Regions from separate parts of the Triticum aestivum genome. Here region 1 is linked to region 2. The links are chromatin contacts, called in public Hi-C maps. All regions are on one chromosome and are shown on one strand. Each heading gives the region's core, a stretch centred on a gene start, on an enhancer-like site or on the middle of the called end of the contact. The rest is flanking DNA. Distances are from core to core; before and after follow the strand shown.

Region 1 (2,948 bases), core at 155-2,654, 580 kb after region 2:
ACGTTCAGATGACATGGTAGTGTTTTTGCATATTGGACAATACCATTCTCTAATACTCCCTCCATCCGGAAGGGGGTAGGAAACAAAACTTCTGGTTTCTGGATTGTTTTCCCCCCAATCATCTAATAGGAGCATAGTGTCATCTGCACATTGCATATTGACAGTTCCATGTTCCTACTAATTGGAGGTCACACCTTTAATAGCTCCATTTCCATGAGCTTGTTGACTTAAATATGACAATGGTAAGCAGAAGGGGGTGCTATTGGTTCATCTTACCTCGCTCCTTTATATGTAGTGAAATATGATCCCATGACATTATTTACCTTCCCCTAAAGAAAAGGCATTATTTACCTTAACACACACACCCTCTCCTCGACTATTATTCTCGTGATCATTTCAACCACCTGATCTAAAAACCCCTTGAGTTATATAATTTTATATAGAAAGGTCCAATTAATATTATCACACATGCTCCACTTTTTTATGCCTATCATGCAAAACCTAATGCAATATCAGCACCCCTGCCATAAAATGTGTGCCCTTTTTGAAAGGTTGTTTGCAGTGGTGAATAATGTCCTCTACACACTCACACAACCTATTATAGTAGAGATCTCGTTAGTCAATAATTTGACGCTAGCATTGAGTAAACAAATTAGCCTAAATTATTGTACTCTATTATGCCAGCTCCAGAGACTCTTTGGGACTAAAGTGATGGTACTATAATTAAGCCTTTTTGCATCGAGGTTCTCTATTATAGGAATCATCAAAGAAATGCTTAAGAGTAAATTTACTGATAAAATTTGATGAGAAAACCATCTGGATCATGAGCTTTATTGATTATGATGAACAGCGAACACAAGTTTTTTTTAAGTATCATCTAGAGAATCCTCAGCCAGGAACATCTCATTAATATAACCTGAGGATCAGCGTTCAGCGACATGATCAAAATGGAAATTAGCATAAATAGATGCATCCTGAGACTAACCAAACAGATCCATGTAAAAAATTAGTAATATGAGTCATCAAACTTTCCCATCCCTCGATGACATTATTTCCATCTTTCAAGGACGATATTTAGATTGTGCCTCATTCTTCCGCTAGGTTTACTCGTGTAATATTTAGAATTTGCAGTCCTCGAACTCCTTTTTCTTTTGCCCTTTTGCATCCACTCGATATCATCCATTTCTTTAGCCCTTCCCCTCAAATGAATAACTAGCTCCTCCACTCATTGCTTATTGCCCATCAGATATTCATATTTTCTTCTTACTCTTAATGTTCCTGTTCCAGTCCATCTCAGTTAGCACTGGTCCTGCCACTGCCTAGCTCTTTGCCAAGATCTGGCTGTGATATAGACACATCACACATGTGAAGTCCCCAGCCCCTAGTCCCTAGTTCGGAAATGTGAAAAGGAATACAGAAGAAAGGGGACTTGCAATGGCAGTTAGCCAGTGGCAGAAGCAGCCGTATATTCCAAGTGCGCAAAATATCACATAAATACTGCAAATTAACCTCAGATTATTGTCCCGCAGTTTTCCCTATTTCGTGTAAATTAGCCTCAGAGCTTGCAGTAGTAAGTCTAGTGGCATATGGCACTGGCACTGGCTGGCACTGGCAGCTAGCTTATTAGCTATAAATATGTGAAGCCAAGCTGCTGCTGCTACCACGAATCCACGATGCAGCGAGGAGTGGCTGCATGTAGTACAACCGAGTGCACCACCGCAGCGCTACCACCACAGGCGCAACCAATAGCGGCTGGGGCGGCCATGGACGGGAAGAAGGGGAAGAAGAAGGGCGGCCTCAGAACAATGCCCTTCATCTTTGGTGAGCAAATTATACAGTCTCTTGCGAACTACTACTTCGAATTCGCCTGGTTGCTTAAGATTAAACTGTGTGTGTTGGCTTGGCTCGCGCGCTGCAGCCAACGAGGTGGCGGAGAAGCTTGCCGTGGTGGGCTTCTCGACGAACATGCTGACCTACCTCACCCAGCAGATGCACATGCCGCTGGCCAAGGCGGCCACCACCCTCACCAACTTCGGCGGCACCTCCGCCATGACCCCGCTCATCGGCGCCTACCTCGCCGACGCCTGCATCGGCCGCTTCTGGACCATCGCCGGCGCCTCCGTCGTCTACCAATTCGTGCGTACACGTACACTTGTTTCGCACGTAGACGGCGACGATACCCATACGAAGCAGAGCTGAACTGTACGTGACGCTGGTGCTTACTTCTTGCATGACAGGGGATGGCCCTCCTGACGGTGTCGGCGGCGCTGCCGCAGTTCCGGCCGGCACCGTGCAAGGCGGCAGGGGGCGGCAGCGGCGCGTGCGAGCAGGCGCTGCCGTGGCAGCTCGCCGTGCTCTACGTGTCGCTGTTCCTGAACGCGGTGGGCGCCGGCGGGTACCGGCCGTGCATCGTGGCGTTCGGGGCGGATCAGTTCGACGAGTCGCAGACGGCGGAGCGCGCGCGGACGTGGGGCTTCTTCAACTGGTACTACTTCTGCAACGGCGCGTCGCAGCTGGTGGCCGTGACGGCGGTGGTGTACGTGCAGGACAACGTGGGGTGGGGCTGGGGCCTTGGCGTGCCGGCCTTCTGCATGGGCGTCTCCGTCGTCGCCTTCGTCGGCGGGTACCCGATGTACCGCCGGCTCGACCCGTCGGGCAGCCCGTTCACGCGTCTCGCGCAGGTGGTCGTTGCCGCCGTCCGGAAGCGCCGCGTCCCCAGGGTGGACGACCCCGGGAGGCTTTACGAGAACGACGAGATGGATGCGCCCATCTCCATGTACGGCAAGCTCGTGCACACCAACCAGCTCAGGTACGTGCGTGCGTGACGCGCCTTCTGTCAACCACCTCTCCTTTTCTTTTCTAGGAGTTCTTGGATCCCAGAATTCCCTTAAGTAACGACGCTGGATTTTCCGGCGGTCATGGTTCAACTGGTTTGGTTCTGTTCCATA
Region 2 (3,045 bases), core at 215-2,714:
ACATGTATATGACTTCCATTTTGTTGCGGTAATTTCGTGTTAGTACTTCAATCACATCACAATTATGCTACCTAGTTTATTGGGTGTCCACAATTAACTGTGATGTAGTTCTAGGTATTGCATTCCCATATTCTATTTTGGATTGGCTCACAGATAATTGTGGTCTCAATGTAGTTACGTGTTATAATATGGGAGATTCTTGGACTTTGCGTGGTCACACACAGAAAGATGCTTGCTCTATTCGTAACATGTATATAATGTGGTAAGAAATATATTGCCCAATATATATAAGCCACACACCATACCTACTCTAGACATATGTCATGCACACCTTTGTTTTCTTGCAAAATAAATAATGCCATTATCTTTCGGTCCATACATGAAGAGAATGCACATGACCAATACAAATTATAAACAAGTTTTCTTTGCGAGAGAAATTATAAATAAGCTATATATGTGAAACTTATATCCGTCGAATTGCATAATTAAAAATTACCAGACCATGGGTTAATAAATACCCTCACTTTCAATTCACGATGAGTACTTACATTGGCTGTTAAGACCAACATGGAACGAGCCAATGCATGCATGTGCATTTTGGTAAACGGCTGTATAAGCCCACATGAGCGTTTGCTTCTCTTTTAAACAACCCTTCGTTGGTATGCATTGATTTTCTGATATGCAAAATTATATTCTATTTGTTCTAAAATATTTCAAGTTCTATATTTGTCCCAAGTCAAACTTTTTAAGTGTGGCTAATACTAAATATAGTACTCCCTCGGATCCATATGGATCGGAGGGAGTATGAAAATATGTTTTATAGTAAATATAATAAAATTAATTTGGTGTTGTATATGTTGATGTTTTTTTATATTTGGTCAAACATCAAGAAGTTTCACCGGCAAAAAAAATATCAAGGAGTTTGTTCTGAGCAAAACTATAATTTCATAAATGAGTACAGCTTGAGTAGCACTGAGAATCTGAGGTGTACTCTTTATTTATTTATTTGCCCTGAGGTTGGCATTTTTTTTTGACGGGTCCCTAAGGTTGGCGGTGAATTTTAATGGAAGAGAACTTTTTGTAGGGGAGAATGGAAGAGAAATTAGTCAGTCCGAGAATGACTTTTTCATTCCCGGCCGTAGCCGGTCCCACTGCCAGCGACGTAGGAAAACCACTGCAACCGCGAGAGCGACTGAGAAAGGCCCGTGCGTCACGTAGCCGAACGGAACGGCCCTACCAAAAATCCAGCAGGAGCCAATCAGAGGCCTCCGCGCTGGATGGACATTACCCACCAGCCAATCAGAACGCAGATAAGGCCCGCGAGTGCGCCCAACGACGAACCAAAAGTGCAAAGTACACACGACGCGGGCCCACGAGTAAAGCGTACGAGCCGGGGGCCCACCTCCGCACCTTCTGCTATAAACCTAGACCCGCGATATTTTCGCCGCAAATATATTTTGGCTCCTACAGTGAACTGCAAGCAGCCAGTGCGCGACGCGGCGCGCGGTGAAACGGAGTAGCTAGCTGGTGCTGGTTTGGTGCGGCGCGCGGTGCGCCAGCGGCTTTGGTTTTCGTTTGATGAGCTGCTCGGGGAAGGCGGCGGACGGCGCGATGGGGAGCAAGGCGGCGCGGGCGTGCGACGGCTGCCTGCGGCGGCGGGCGAGGTGGTACTGCGCGGCGGACGACGCGTTCCTGTGCCAGGGGTGCGACACGTCGGTGCACTCCGCGAACCCTCTCGCGCGGAGGCACGAGCGGGTGCGCCTGCGGCCCACGTCGCCGCTGCTCCCTGGAGCGGCCCCGCGGGAGAGGCGCCGCGGCGACGAGGTCGTGCCGGCGTGGTTCAAGCGCAAGGCGCGGACCCCGCGCTCGCAGGCCAAGAGCGTCGGGCGTCTCCTCTCGAGGCGGCTCGTCGTGCCGCAGGCGTCCGGCGTGGACTCGCCGGAGGAGCACAAGTGTGACGTGGAGACGGACGAGGAGGAGCTGCTGTACCGCGTGCCCATCTTCGACCCCGCCCTCGCGGAGCTCTGCTCACCTCTGACTCTCGAGGAAGCGACGACGGCCGTCGCGTCATGCTGCAATGAGGATGGTGCCATCGTTGAGAACCCGACGAAGCCAGCTGCGACGCCGACTCCGGCGCCGGTTCAGTTCTTCCCCGACAGCCTCGTAAACTTGGGCCCGACGGACGCCGAGCTCATGGAATTCGCCGCGGACATGGAGGCCCTTCTTGGCCGGCCGGGCATGGACGACGGCGACGAGGAGGAACCGTTCTGCATGGAGGCATTGGGCCTCATCGAGCCGACGGACGTAGACGGCGGGGGAGTCAAGCTGGAGATCGACCCCATGCGAGCGTGCGGCCTCGAGCAGAAGCCGGAGGTGTCCGGCGATATGTTCGACATCGACTTCGACTACGACTCGCCCCTGGGGACACCGGACGAGAACGCTGCAAGCAGCGGTGCCAGTGCGGACGCCCAGTTCACCCCGAGGAGCCTTGCGCTCAATCTAAACTACGAGGCCATCATGGAGAACTGGGGGAGCTCGCCGTGGGCCGACGGCGAGAGGCCGCACGTCAAGCTCGATGACTACTGGCCACACGACTACTACTCGCTGCAGGAGGGCGCTTGGATGATGGGAGGAGTGGTCGGCCATGGCGGGGAGGGGTTGGGGACGCCGAGGCTGAGGATGGACGGCGGCAGGGAGGCGCGGGTGTCGCGGTACCGGGAGAAGCGGCGGACGCGGCTCTTCTCAAAGAAGATCCGGTACGAGGTGCGCAAGCTCAACGCCGAGAAGCGGCCGCGGATGAAGGGCCGCTTCGTCAAGCGGGCCAACGGCGCCGGAGGCGACGTGCCCGTCGCCATAGCCACGGCGTGCGTCGCGTAGCTGCCGATCGTGCAATGCTGTCGGTGTGCATGCATGACTCTGCAGGCTGCGTGTGGGCTCGCCATGAAATGGCGCGCGCGCGCGCACACACAAAACAACTCGTCGAAACTGCTCGTAATTTAGTTACTTTCCTTTTTCAGTTACGTTATGGTGCATTCTGCTGAGTAT

What was found. Hi-C and Micro-C count contacts between places; a contact is called where the count stands out from the background.
Region 1: a Hi-C map of leaf shows a contact between it and region 2, with 5 times the contacts expected there. The contact joins the promoter of LOC123161877 here to the promoter of LOC123160590 in region 2. A contact is called at or near these places in 3 of 5 Hi-C or Micro-C datasets (all in leaf).

Annotation. Positions count from the first base shown.
Region 1 is chr7B:134,886,115-134,889,062 of IWGSC CS RefSeq v2.1, forward strand. It overlaps LOC123161877 (protein NRT1/ PTR FAMILY 3.1), which reads left to right and starts at 1,405. Exons shown (of 4, transcript XM_044579693.1): 1 at 1,405-1,821; 2 at 1,919-2,136; 3 at 2,238-2,809. The coding sequence starts at 1,674.
Region 2 is chr7B:134,307,942-134,310,986 of IWGSC CS RefSeq v2.1, forward strand. LOC123160590 (zinc finger protein CONSTANS-LIKE 16) reads left to right here and starts at 1,465. Exons shown (of 1, transcript XM_044578393.1): 1 at 1,465-3,045. The coding sequence starts at 1,579. The coding sequence ends at 2,877.